Linked DNA regions of Mus musculus: region 2 is linked to region 1. A link is a contact called in public Hi-C data. All regions are on one chromosome and are shown on one strand. The core of a region is the stretch at or near the end of the contact, and the rest is flanking DNA. Distances in the headings are between cores, read along the strand shown.

The links. A called contact is a pair of places that touch in the nucleus more often than the background predicts.
Region 2: a Hi-C map of cerebral cortex shows a contact between it and region 1, with 6 times the contacts expected there. The contact joins two enhancer-like sites. A contact is called at or near these places in 1 of 39 promoter capture datasets (hippocampal neurons), 3 of 15 datasets of contacts at CTCF or cohesin (the NIH/3T3 cell line, pro-B cells and stem cell-derived epiblast-like cells), 30 of 484 Hi-C or Micro-C datasets (the 3T3-L1 cell line, 3T3-L1-derived adipocytes, the BV-2 cell line and 19 more), 1 of 115 datasets of contacts at active chromatin or transcription factors (PVALB interneurons) and 1 of 9 other capture datasets (embryonic stem cells).

What each region holds. Positions count from the first base shown.
Region 1 is chr12:33,605,709-33,612,618 of GRCm38.p6, forward strand. No RefSeq gene overlaps it. Among named protein-coding and RNA genes, the nearest start is that of Gm23529, 160 kb to the left of the region's middle. Within about 2 kb of position 2,708, at least 10 of the 459 cell types and tissues checked have an H3K27ac peak or open chromatin away from gene starts, as enhancers often do.
Region 2 is chr12:34,430,713-34,437,622 of GRCm38.p6, forward strand. It overlaps Hdac9 (histone deacetylase 9), which reads right to left. Exons shown (of 28, transcript NM_001271386.1): 5 at 6,425-6,666; 6 at 2,369-2,519; 7 at 1,151-1,277. Among named protein-coding and RNA genes, the nearest start is that of Gm51984, 220 kb to the left of the region's middle. Within about 2 kb of position 2,404, at least 39 of the 459 cell types and tissues checked have an H3K27ac peak or open chromatin away from gene starts, as enhancers often do.

The DNA of each region.
Region 1 (6,910 bases), core at 1,458-3,957:
AAAAAAAAAAAAAAAAAAAAGAAAGAAAGTGATAAATGACTCCTACTTATATCCTGCTATACTCATGAATTGATGCCTCGTTCTGTTATTAAAGAGAGGCTTCCTTCTTCAGCAGATGGGAAAAGATGCTGAAACCCACAGACAGACATGACACAGAGAGTGAGAGTCCTTGGAACACTCAGGACTAAATAGGATGTCGCCATAAAAATTTCTCCTTCGGAGCTCAAGGAACCCTGAGGAGGAAGAGGAGGTAGAGTAGAAAAAGTGTAAGAGCCAGAAGAGATGGAAGACACCAAGAGAACAAGACCTTCTAAGTCAACATGGACAAAGCTCAGATGAACTCACAGAGACTGGAGCAGCACGCACAGGGACCTGGAAAATCTGTACTAGGTCCTTGTTGCTTATGCCATGACTTCCAGTTTTGTGCTTTCATGGTACCCCCAAGTAAGCAAGCAAGAAGGTCTCTGATTCTCCAGTTGTCTCTTGAGCTCTTTCTCTCAGGTTGGTTTGGCTCGACCAACTTCGATACTGTGGTTTTTATTTTATCCCATTACATTTTTGTTACATTTCAAATGAATGAATGAATGAATGAAGAAATGAATGAAACCCTAGCCACTAGGGGAAAGGTTAACAAGTGACTGTTACTTATACCTGATGAGAGAGAGACATTCAGTTTCTCTAATAGTTTGAGATTGGGTAAATCAACAGCTCCGAGACAGGCCTCGTGCCCAGACATCGCTGACCATCATATTAAAACCTCCATACCTTACTGTGTGTTTGTGTTTGGTTATAGTTTTGTGATATTTTTGGTGGAGGTGGTCATATTTTGTATTTTTTTCTTTTTGGGGACTTGCTGTTATATTTTTGTTGTTTGTTTACTGAGAAAACTTAAAATTTGGGTTGGTAGGGGAAGATGAGAGGATCTGGAACAACTTAGAGGGGGACCAATATGATCAAGATAAGTTTAAATGTAAAAATATTTTAAGTAATAAAAACATAAGAAAAGAGACATTTTACACTCCATCTGCAACAACCACTAACACAACTTTTGTTTGTCATTATCAATGGCACATGTAACCTAAGTTTAATTTATTCCTTATAGCATTTCTGTCCTGGTTTAGTATTCCTTAGTCCTGGTCTTAGAAGACCACCCATTAGAAGTAGCAAAGACTTGTCCATCACATCCTTGTGAGGGTCCCACTTCACAGGGGATTAAAAAAAACACTATCAGACTATCACATTTGATACATTTTGAAATAATTTAGACTTATTTATATCAATGTTTCCATTTTCTTTTAATATGAGTGGATGGGTGGTAAAGATTGTCATTTTGCTACAGTCTAAGATCGCCTGAGCAGAGGCTCAATGAGAGACTGTGGAGATGGAATGGCATGTGAGATTTGTGGGGGATCATTTCCATTAGAAGGAAGACTCTAGCCACTGTTAGGGTCATGATTCGCTGCAGAGGGATCCTGGATCATTTAAGAATGGAGAAAGTGGCCTGAGTCCTAGTATTGAGGCGTAAATTCCTTGCTGTTCCCTCAAACTTCTTTCTATTGTGATGTGCCTGCCTGGATGGGTTATAACCTGAAGTTGTAAGCCAAACCCTTTCCCATTTAAATTGTGTTTGCCCGGTTATTTCAGTACAGTCAACAGGGAGAAAAAAAGAAATAAAAACAAAACTGTGTAAGATTTTACATATAAAAACATAATGGAATATAAGAAAAAAAAGTATATTCCTGGGTAAATTAGCAGTGCATGTCAGTTTCAGAGAAGTGTGGGGAACACACATTTTGCTTTGTGTGTATGTAAGCTGTAGAACAACTTTCACACATATGTTCTCTCCTTCTACTATGTGTGTCCAAGGGCTAAAACTACAGACCTCAAGCTGGCCCATTATTTTTTAACTTTCCCTTTTTGGATGAACACACAACAATTAATATGAATTAAGTGTGAAATGCAATCTTTGGGTCTTAGTTTTCCCAGTATTGTTAAAGATGATAGAGTTTCATCCCAAATCATTAGATAAACTCTTAGTTTAGTGCTTTAAATGATAATTCCCACTATCACCGGGAATTATCCACACACACCACCATTATCTCCCTCATCATGTCTTCCTCTACATTGGTCTAAAAATTTAAAAAACCCCTTATCCAAACAATAGACATTCAGTAACACTACATAAATCTTATTGCTAATATTCAAAGCATTTTTTCAAGGTTATATAAACATTAGCCTATATTGGAGAAACGGGGGTTTTGTTTTGATTATCATGATGTTCATTACCAAGTAAGACAGCTAGAGGGAGCGCTCCAGCATTCCATGCAATTCTTTAAAAAGAAAAATCTATATGCTTCACAAAACTTTAAAAAAAAATCAGTGTTTCTATCTCCCCCCTTTTCCTCTAAAATAGGGAGATAACACAAGTGTACATGAATGTGGAATTCTTGACTTAAAGGGTTGGTTATTATTTTGCTTTTATTCCCTTGCCCAAGTGGAACAGATAAAAATCAAACCAAGTTAAATTTAACATTTCCAAAAGAAAAGAGCCAAGTGTGGATGTGGCCAGCACCTCTGCTTGACTCTTTAAAACTTGCCGGGCAGTCTCTGGGAGTTTACTGCCTTGCTATGGGGAGCACACAGGTTTGCTTAGTAAAATGGAAACTGGAAGGGGATCAGATCGCTTAGAAGAACACAGGGCTCTCATGTGACCAGAGGACCCATGAAACTTTGCAGAGCTCTGCCAGACACATGATGTCTTTGGCCAGAGCAGCAGGACCTTGGTGACTCCACCTGCAACGCTCTTTCTTTCTTTCTTTCTTTTTTTTTTTTTCCTGACTGCTGTGTGGGAAAAAGAGAGGCACATGTGAGGGAGATGCGTATGAAATGCGATGGGGAAGGAAAAAAGCTTATTCCTGTACCAATTGGTTTGCTTACTTTTGCCTTTTCTGTTTCAGACCACCGGCTGTCTGGAATTAATATACTTAGGGCCAAATCCACTTCAACTCAGCCACAGTTCTGGCAAACTGGGCTTTTCACTCTGTGGTTTGGTGTGCCTTTGGCCTTCTTTGTCTGCTGGTCAGGTAGTTACTTCTCTCTCACCATGAAATTGGCGGGCAAGGCTCCTAAAGCTTCCCTCAAGTCTTTCCATAGCAAAGAAATCGAAGCATTAATATTTGTTTAAAACTCAGAGTCCTTGAGACTGGAAAAAATGTGTGGAGATTACAAGTCCCTACCCCAGTGCACGTTCCAGAGAATGACAGCTTGGAACACTGGCCAGAGGAGGGCTTCAATTTAATCCCAAAGAGCCACTGGTTTGTGAATCCCATCCCTGCTATGAACTTTCAACTGTGAGTCTACAGGTCTTGACCACACACTGGGTCGTCTGTAAACCTGAGGCAGCCTCCGAGGGTGTGGTTCACTCCTTGCAGACTTCAGTGTCCGGGTTAGAAAAACAAAAAGCAGCTTTCTCAGAACGCTCAGTTATTTTAAAATTTACTTCTGCTTGATGTTAAATTGGCAATATTTTTATTATTTTTTCATGCTGCATATTGCCAACACCAGCCAGAACACTCACATGTAGTAAAGGTACATTTTATTTATAGCAAAAAGAAAACAGATTTAAAGAAAAAAAAAATCAACCTCAGGGCAGGGGTTAGGGGAACCTACCACTTCTACATTATTCTGAGCATCTCAACCCAAAGAAGCAAGCCCACTGGCTTCCACGATGTGACTGTTGGATGACTGGAATCCATGAAGGTAGGCGTTCCTTGTGGTCTTGGGGAGAACCCAACACGCAAGTCAGACACACACAACCACATCGTTTTATAAATGTATTTTATACTGAAGATTTGAAGCCTCCACTGTGAAGCCCTTAGATGAGCCTTTAAAAGATGTGACCACAGCAAAGCTACAGCACCAGAGACAACAGAAAGGAATACACTTGGGCAGGTGACCTTCAGGGCCTCCTGCCCTTCCTAACTGCCCTGGAAAACCTTGCCAGAGTTCCCAGAGAGGTGAGACGAGCAGCTTCCTCAGGCCTCTTACAGTTACATGAACAGAGATATTGTAGTTTCCCTCTAAGAACCCTTCCCTTGGTACAGTAGTTTGCAGGGCCACAGGGCTATGTAATTTCTCATTATGTTTTACATCTATTATAGCATGCTTTCCTTAACACTTTGGATTTTTCCCTCAAGCACGTTGGTCTTCATTATTCTTGCTTTTAGCCTGTATCCCTGCCATGTGGCTGCTTGTCCACTATGTGTCCAACTCCCATGACAACTTACCAGGCATGGAAATCCCTGCCTCATCCCCAAGTCTTTGCTGAACCATGGCTGAAGTTCATTGCTTGCTTGTCTCGGGTTTTGTTTCTCTTCAAGCTCTAATAAAATTGTCTTTGAGTTTCTGTTTGAGTTCACTCCTAAATTTTTTTAGTAATGAGACTCAGAATCCCAAAAGGAACTGTAATTTCTCTTGAATCAGTATTCACTCTGGTGTACTATGTATTAGGGTGGGGGAGGGAGATGCCTAGTGTCTCATCACTTCCTATTTGGATATATTGTGAGTTCAGAAGAGGAGAAAATGGCAGAGAAACATTTGTGAGACATGTGTGCAATATTTAACGTACGGATTTAAATGTGTATAATAAACAGTGCTAGGAACATTATAGAAATTAGCTCATGCAATCCTCCCAGGAACCCTGTAGGCTATTATTGCATCCCAAAGACCAAACAACACCTCTTAGAGAATAAGTAACTCATCTAAATTAAGGCAGCAAGAGAGGGATGAGCCAGATGGATCAGCTGTAAATGCCCTGTGAATCTGACTTGCCCCCAGTTCCCAGAATCCACCAAAACTGAAGAGAAATTACTCCATAAGTTATATCCAGACATTCACATGCATGTCATGATAACTTTGCATGTATACCATGGTACCGACATTGTCCACCATGGCACAAGAGCATGTGCATACACACACACAAAGGTACAATAATAATAAATATTTTTTTAAAAAGGAAAAGTAAGATTCAAACTTCAGTACCTCATAGTTTGAGTGCATTCCTATTGTATTCCTTTTGTAACCTGCCATCCTAACCTGTGAGAACTTGGGTATGATTACTTTCAGTCGGTATCTTACATAAATGATAGAGATTGTAAGCGCGTGGCCAATTGTCAGCTTTGGCTACCCTTTGCCTTAATTTTCATCAACAAGAGATCTTCGCAGGTGGCCGAGAATGACCATCACATGTGAAGCTTAAAAGTCTGAATTGTCATGTGGAGTTACTGGAAGCCTTTGAGTCTGTGAGAGGCCACAGTTCTAGGGGCAGGATATCACCACTTGCCCTTTAATATCTTGCTACTGTGCTAAGAATGTAAGGTTCTGACTGTTCTCTACAAGAACCCTTCATGGTGTCTTTGAGCTATTTGTACTACCCCTGAGAGATGAGCTCTTTATCTCCTGTCCACTAAAGAGTTTGCTTACTGCTTTCTTGAAAAGTGATAGAATCTCCAAAGCGCTAAATCTGGAGTTTCTCAATTGAGATGCAAAACAACTGGATGTGGCCACACATGAGGACTCTATGCTATTGTCGCCAGAGAGCCAAGAGGCAGGAAGCATGGTGGCTGGCAAAATCTCAGTTCTAAGTAGATCCTATGACCAATGCACCATGTACTTATTCTGATGCCATGTTGGGAACATGGTACCATACACAACAGAAAGCTGAAGGGTGATTAAAGGTGCTAAAGTGTTTACTTTAAAATAGATGGGTTCTGATTCTTAGAATTTAAAAAAAAATTTGAGTTTATAATTATAATATTTCTCTACCTACTTTCCTTCCTTCAAACTCTCTCATATACCTCTTCCCGCTCTTCTTGAAGTTCATGGTCTTAAAAAAGATTTCATAATTGTTATTGCATGTGTATATGAATAATCATATATATTTCTAAGTGCAATCTGCTCAGTCTGGATAATGTTTTTTGTATGTATGTATTCTGGGCTGATGATCTGGCACTGAACAACCAGTTGGTGCTCTTTCTCCTGGGGAAGACCACCTGTCCCACTCCCATTTTTGCACATTTACATATAGTTCTTTGTGTATTGTTGAGGCCTAGTGGGGATTTCCTGCATCTATACTGACATGCTCATCTTTGTTCAGCTCACATTTGGAGGGTCATGTTGGTGAGGATTCATAGGTCTAGGTTCTGATGTTAGTAGGACATGCAAACTCTAGCCCAGGGTATTTGTATCCGCACTTACAATAAGAAGTCAGTGAGATACCAAAGAAGAGGCAGAGATAGCTGAAGTGGATACTTGCCTTGCTAATAGTGGATTTGGAAATGGAGGCTTCCATGATTCACTGAAGACATCAAAAAACAAAAAACAAAAAACAAAAAACAAACAAACAAACAAACAAAAAACAGAAAACAGCAGTTTGCAAGAAATCAAGGATTGCACTCCTAAAGCCACACTGGTTGCCATTTAATTCTACCAACAGTTTTCTGAATATGCACACTGGTAACTTTCCCCCAGAGCCTGGCCCACTCACACCTGGGCTTTGACCTTGTTATGACAAATGCAGATTCTGAGCCAGTAGAGCTGTGTTTTCATCCCCAGCAGGGTTCTCAACCTATGGGTTGTGATCCCTCTGGGGGGTTTCATACTAGGTATTCTGTAATCAGATATTTGCATTAAAATTCACAGCAGTGGCAAAACTACAGCTATAAAGTAACAACAAAATGGTTTTATGGTTGAAGGTCACTACAGCATGAGGAACTGTATTAAAGGGTCTCTGCATTAGAAAGGTGGAGAACTGCTAATCTTTGGAATGGTGAGAGAAAGAGGAAGTAAGGCTCTACGCTTGTGGTAACTTGCCATGCATGTAAGAGATATGACTGTAAGCGCCCAAGCAGGT
Region 2 (6,910 bases), core at 1,154-3,653, 820 kb after region 1:
ACACAATCTTATATATTTCAGATAATTTGTGATACTGACTGGTTTCTCAGGCCAACTGATACAAAGGACACAATTGTTTAGATGTCTGGAATATTTTGAAGTCTGCTTGTTACCTCAGTTTTAAATGAACAAGAGAGTAGTCACCTACACAACAGACTCAGAAGTGGAGCAACTGTTCTTTGAAACTTGGCATGCTTACAAATTCCATAAAATAATTAGTATTGACTTTCTGTCCTTGATACAAGGGACTGAAATATATATTCACACAGAATTTTAAGGCCATTCAACAAACACGTTTATGTGAGAACTGAATCCATTATCCAGTAGCCTATTATCAAACATTATTTGTATATCTAGTCTTTGATCTGATTCTGAGAGGAAAAACACATTATTCCTATCTCACAGAGGAAAGAATGGCATTTTATATAATATCTCTGATGAAGTTGGGGAAACGAGGTCCCATAAAAGCTCCAAGAACACCATGTATCTTGTTGTCTGTCTGTATCTCAGCAGTCAGACTCTTATTTCACTGGTGGAAAGAAGTGAGCTACAGCAGGGAGGGCCTGGAGGAGTTAGCGAAGGCTTAGGCTTGTTTATAGTTCTTCCTCCCTTACCTTCATCCCCTTCTCTTCTTCTTTAAAAACAATAGAAAAAAAAAACAGTCTGAATTTCTCAAAATAGCTCTAGTTTCCATTTTATATTAAGCCAAATGAAATGAAATAAAGCCATAATCTGCTAAACATTTATAAATTCTGCACTGATATCAGATGTACTAGATGAGGATTCAAAACCATCTCTGGGTCCTCCCGGATTCCACTTGTTCATTCAACAAAGAAGAGGATCTTCTCTGCCCTCACAGTGGTAAATGCTAACCATTACTGAGCACTGCTTGCTCCTATTTACTTTGTAATGTTTTTTGTTTGTTTGTTTGTTTGTTTGTTTTCCTTAAGACCTTATTAGCAACTCTAGAGGTAGGCACTGTTGTACTCCTTTTTGTGGAGAAGAAAGCTGATATTTAGAGATTTCCAGAAACTTGTGGCTACACAACTGAGAAGTGGCAGGCCCAGAATTTTTGCCCAGTTCAGACAGAGAGAAAGAACTTGTGTGCTCTCAACCCCCCAGGATAAGAACAGCCAAACACAGAACATACGTGTACCAGAGCTTGGGATGGCGGCCCACGGAATGATTCTTTCCATTGGTTGGAGTGTCTTTTGTTGCTGATTTACTCAACAGGAATTCTTGAAGCTTCTGCTTAACCTCTGTGCTTGCCACTGCCCCTGCAACACACACACACAGGGACACAGACACTGACTGTGAGTTACTTCCTCTCGCCACTCAAGAATGCTCAACAAAGGTTATGAAGAAATATCACTGGCCACAGCATATGGTGCTTTCCTATTAAAAGAAAAAAAAATCTACACAGGCTTTAGACAGTGGAAGAAGTCTATCTTTTAACTGTTCCTTATGTTACTTTTTTTTTCCCTCAAAAATACCTTCAATGATTTCTTTGATCGTTTTTATAGGAAGGGAATTCAGCTAACTATCATCAATCTGTCTTTAAATCTAAAGAGAAGACTGCTGACAGTCGGGGCTGTCTTAATGGCACACGGCTTGCCAATTTTTTTATTTTGCTCTTTCTGGGGCTCTATGTTCAATCCCCAACACTTACAAAAGTGGATGCATGAATAGGAACAAAACACTAGTTTTTAATATTATTTTATCTTTCTAAAATTAGGGATCTTGGGGAATGTTGCAGATAGCTACAATACATTAAAATGATCTCCTAAGTTTCTTGTCTATAAATTCAACATTGTCTTAGAATTCATTTGAGTACTAAACAAATAAATTTCGTTGGTAATTTCAGTTCAAATCACCACACTTTAAACTTTGCAATGCCTGAGCCTGAACTGCCTGGAGAGAGGGCAATCATTTGGATCTGTCTCCCTCTTGTGGATCGATAGTTTGCAAGTGCTCTGCCTTGAGTCTTTCCAGAGTCTAAGTACACCAATACAGAACTGAGGCACACCCTGATGCTCAGAACAGTGTCTGCCTAGGCAGAAAGAAGGAAGAACTGAAAACACATAGATATTACTTTATTACTAGTAAACAGGCAGTCTTACACTCGGTCGCTTCAGCACGATTTTACTTTCAAAGCCCAATGAACCAGTCTGTGTCTCTGCCAATGCTGTGTTTATTTCTCATTAAACTCTGCAGAGCTAATGTGAACAGGCACTTTAGTCTATACGTTATTCTTTCCATTAGACAAGGACATTTTTGGCAAGTTTATTTTTCATTATTTATCAGGTTCCTTGCGACGGTCAGCTAAAGATGCAGAAGACAGTGTGTCTGTTACCCTGGTGCCTCTTACTTTCTCGTCCTCTATCTTTGCCTCTGAGAGGAGGAAGCTGCTGCTCTCTGCGATGCCTCTCTACTTCCTGTTCTTGCCTCTGCTGCTCCAGTTTCTGCTCCTTTTCTAGGAGTTCTTGCTGTTGTTTTATGGCTAGAAGTTCCTGTTGTAACTTGCGAGAAGAGAAAGACATGAGAGTGTGCAATTTCTTTAAGGTTCAAAGTCATCACTCACTGCCCCAAATTGCAATGTTAATCAGCTTTTGGAACTTGAAAGTATTTAGTTTGTGCTTCAACCACCTTTTAATGATTGAAATATGAAGACAGGAAACTAAAGTCATGATGGTTTTTATATCTAAACCAAGCAAGGTTTTTAGATGATTCCATTCCTTGTGTCTCCCTATCAACAAACATTACCAAGTCCCCACAGTCATCTGAATGCTGTTGGCTTGAACCTTTAGTTTCCTTCCCTGTGTACTTACAAAATGCAGGAACATACCAAGACAGAGACGGCCCACGTGTCTATTACACAAAGTCTGTCACACTATAAATAGACTACTGAAGTAATCAGTTCTTACCCTGAGCTATAGCATAAAGCTCAAGTGAACAGAAATGGTAAGGTGCGAGGTAATTTGGGGAAAGTCTACCTGAACTAGAACAAGCACTAAGACCTTTACCACCTCATAGAGACAGTTCTTATTAGAGTAAGGTAATCTACATAACCATATATGACTCTAGAAAATACAGAGGCTTCAGAACGGTCATCTAACACAGGAAAACTTCAGGAGTAGAAACACAGTTGCAAATGAAATCACTTCCACAAACTGTTCTTCCATGGACTGGTATTTGGTTTTCTGAATTCTCTGAATTTACTTCAAACCATTTATAACAAAAATATGAGGTTATTTGTTATGACCTTTTAAAGATATCACCTTCCCTACAGACCTAGAATATATATAATCTATATCAGAATATATATAATCTATCTATCTATCTATCTATCTATCTATCTATCTATCTATCTATCTATCTATCTATCTATCTATCATCTACCTACCTACCTGTATGTATGCATGTATCTCAAGAAAAGCAAATGTACCCAGTGAACAACAGAAGACTGGAGCCCTACTTAGCCTCTGGCACTGCTGGTCTGAGCTTTGACAAGATACTAAGGCTACAAAGAACTTCTGTTCATTAAAGTAAGACAAACAATAATTTCCCTTGGATCAGGTTCATAATTAATACATTTTTTTTAGTTTTGAATGATACAATTTCAATTATTACTATTTATAACTTAATACTAACTAAAGTATAATTTATCCTTTGAATATGAGACAACTAAAAACCTCTATTTTATAGCAAATAATAGAACAAAACAGAACAAAAATGAAAGGCTGTGTAGAGTGTTGTCAGGACCTTCTTGTTGTTTCTTTGGAGCCCCAAGAAGGTAACTTTTTATGCCAACTGCAAGAGCCTGACCCAAACTCACGTACATAATGGGGAGTTCTTCTGTTTATTCTTCATGTTACATCTGAAAATCGTGGTGTTTTGTTTTTATTTACACGCATTTAATATTCTCAAATACCCACTGTTACTTAGGAATTCATAGTTATGTTTAAATTCTTTTTTAATGTCAAGTCTATAGCAATACTGATGGTTCAAATTGATTTAATGCTTTATCCAAAGCTTCACTGCAATTGAACTCTAATTCCTTCTAGGAATGGAAAATCACACATACTCATGACCTTAGCCACAACGTTTAGCCAAGATAAAATGAGGCCTATCTAAAAATTAAAATGAATAAAACATTACGTTTATTTCCAGACATTTTAGCCTTTGTGTAGCATGGGGACTGCGGAGCTTTGCCAGCTGACAGGGGAAGACAACACAGTTTTGAGTGTCTACATTCTAGTTACCTTCTATGTGGCTTTGCAAAGTCACACTGTTTCCCTCTGCCTAGTTGACTAGGGGAGAACCAATATACCAGGATGGAAGGAAGCAAGTGCTGATGAGAACGAGTGTCAGAGTTCAAAGCAATGCTGTTAAAGCATGGTATATAGCCTTCCTCGTGCAAGCAAATCCAAATGAAAGTTAAAAGCATTGACCCTTAGACCTACCCATATGACAGTGACAGAGCCACACAGAAAGGCTAAGGAAGTATAGAACTTCCCAATCTTAAAAGGAACATGGAAACATGACTCCAACTCCTTACAAAATAATGTACTACTTAGGAATAGTGTCTTTATAAAACTCCTTTCACCATCTTATAATCCTTATTCTCTTGAAGTGCCTCTTTTCCAACGTCTCTCCAGATGTCAATCAACCTGTCATATCATTTTGTTTGTGCCATAAAAGCCATTTCCTACTCTTAGGTTCTGGGTGAAGTCAAATAATAAATTACTCACAATTGACTCTAGCAGTAAGAAAGGCACCAGACATTAATGAAAAGGAGAAATCTAAAGCTGAGCAATGCAACTTGCTTATCAGCAGGTCTCAATACATGTGGCAGAGGACTTGCACACACAAGAAAATGAGCCATGTAGCCATTCAGTTCTCGAAGCAAAGTGAAGAATGTAAACCCGACTCATGCCTCATTGCTCTGTTAACATGCCTAAGAGGGCTGAAGAAAGAGATCTAGACATCAATGCCTCTATTACCGTTTCAAGGGTCAAACTGAAATAACACTTTGGCATTTATTCAAAAATAAATGTACAAACTAAGTGAATGATACTCATATAAATATAATTATGAGACAATGACTTCATTGGAAACACACATACAGAACCCTTCAATCTTGTTTTTAAGCTGTGTAATAGAGCAATAATATAAAAGTTACTAGTAAAGGAAAGTTCACTAGTAAAGGAAAGAGAATATGTTTTACATTAGGCATCTAGGAGCCTTTTATGCAAATAATATATCTTGCAGAACAAGGGAAATGAGGAAGAAAATAGTACTTTCATCTTCTTAGACATTGTAATTTAGTGCTGTAAGTTAGTTATCTATATTAATACCACATTCATGCATTTGTGCTTGATATACAAGAGATTAAGTACCTAGAATACATTATAGTAAAATATGACAAAGACCACAATTCAATTGATTATCACCTCTAAGTCATCTTTGAAGGAGTTGACAATAAAATAAAATTGATTGTAAACATTTTGTGCTTTTAATAAAATAAATTCAAATTAAATGTCTACTTTGTTGAACTAAAACCTCCCCATGCGTTTTTAAAATTTTGAAAACACTGGGCCACTTAGCAGCTCACGTTTTAGATCTTCCCCACTTTGCTTCTCAAGTTTTGAGATAAGATCCATGTGCCACCACCCCCTCCAAGTTGTCTGTTACTAAACGTCTTTGCCAATTATTTAAAAAAAAAAAAAACAACAGATCAATCTATGGTAATATTTTCCCATTGAATATTCTGAAGAAGAAAAAGAACAATTTGGCATATATACAATCACCAGATGTCAGTAAAAGTTCCTCAGCTAATGCTATATTTCCTCTGAAATAACAGTCTATAAAACCACTGAAATATTTATGTCACTTTTTGCATATAAAATTCCCTTCATCTTTTCATTGTATTTGTATTTTGAGTATAAGCCCTATGGGATATTTTCTAAGGAAGAACTACATTGCCCTATATTGAAACCAAAAACACAGCAGAAGAGGGCCGTCTCTCTTCACAAGATGAATTTATCCTTCCTGGTAAATAGTACGCACAGATTCTTTAGTAAAATAGTATGGACCTGCCCAGTCTTGTGGTTCTTGGTGGTAACTATACAGGCACAGGAGCACACAGCAGAGAGTACCCATGAGAATGGAAAGTTCTTGTTGCTACCAGTGAGTCTGTGAGGGAAAGGGCAAAATCAGCAGAGCTCTCCCACTACCAAAGCAAGGATTTACCAGGTACTTACCCAAGTCTCCAACTAGTACAACCACACTTTCCTTCAAGTCACATATCCGTGTCTTAATCACAGGAAAATTCCCCATCAGTGCTCCCATGGGTCGGTCTTATGCCCACATCATGGTGCAGATGCCCTGATTGAGAAGTCAGAGACAAAGACACATTTGCTACCTTGATGTGCTCCTGGAGTTGTGCTTGATGCTGCCTTGTCAAATTCTCGTGCTGCTTCTGAAACTCTGCTATGAGGAGCTGCTTCTGGATCTGCTGCTGCTGCTGAATAAGAAGTAACTCTTGCTGCAGTTGCTTCTCGCGGACGACAGGATCCACCACAGGCATCATCATCCTGAGATCTGTCCTCAGGTCTAAAGGTGAGATGGGCTCCAGGCCCATAGGAACCTCTGATTTCACGTCCACTGGAGACACAGAAAGGAAGACAGAGAACGGGGTAGAGAGGTTTGGAAATTAGCACGTTGATTTGTAAACATACCAAGAACAACAACAACAAAAAAAAACACTATACCCTGAATAGCGCATGTAAGCACATGTATAAAGAAATGGGTATAATCTCTGCTTCATATTGAAGGTGAATTGTGTTCTGCCCATCAGCTTTGGCAAAGGGTACATAGGTTAATTTTTACTCAGTAATATGTTTTCTGC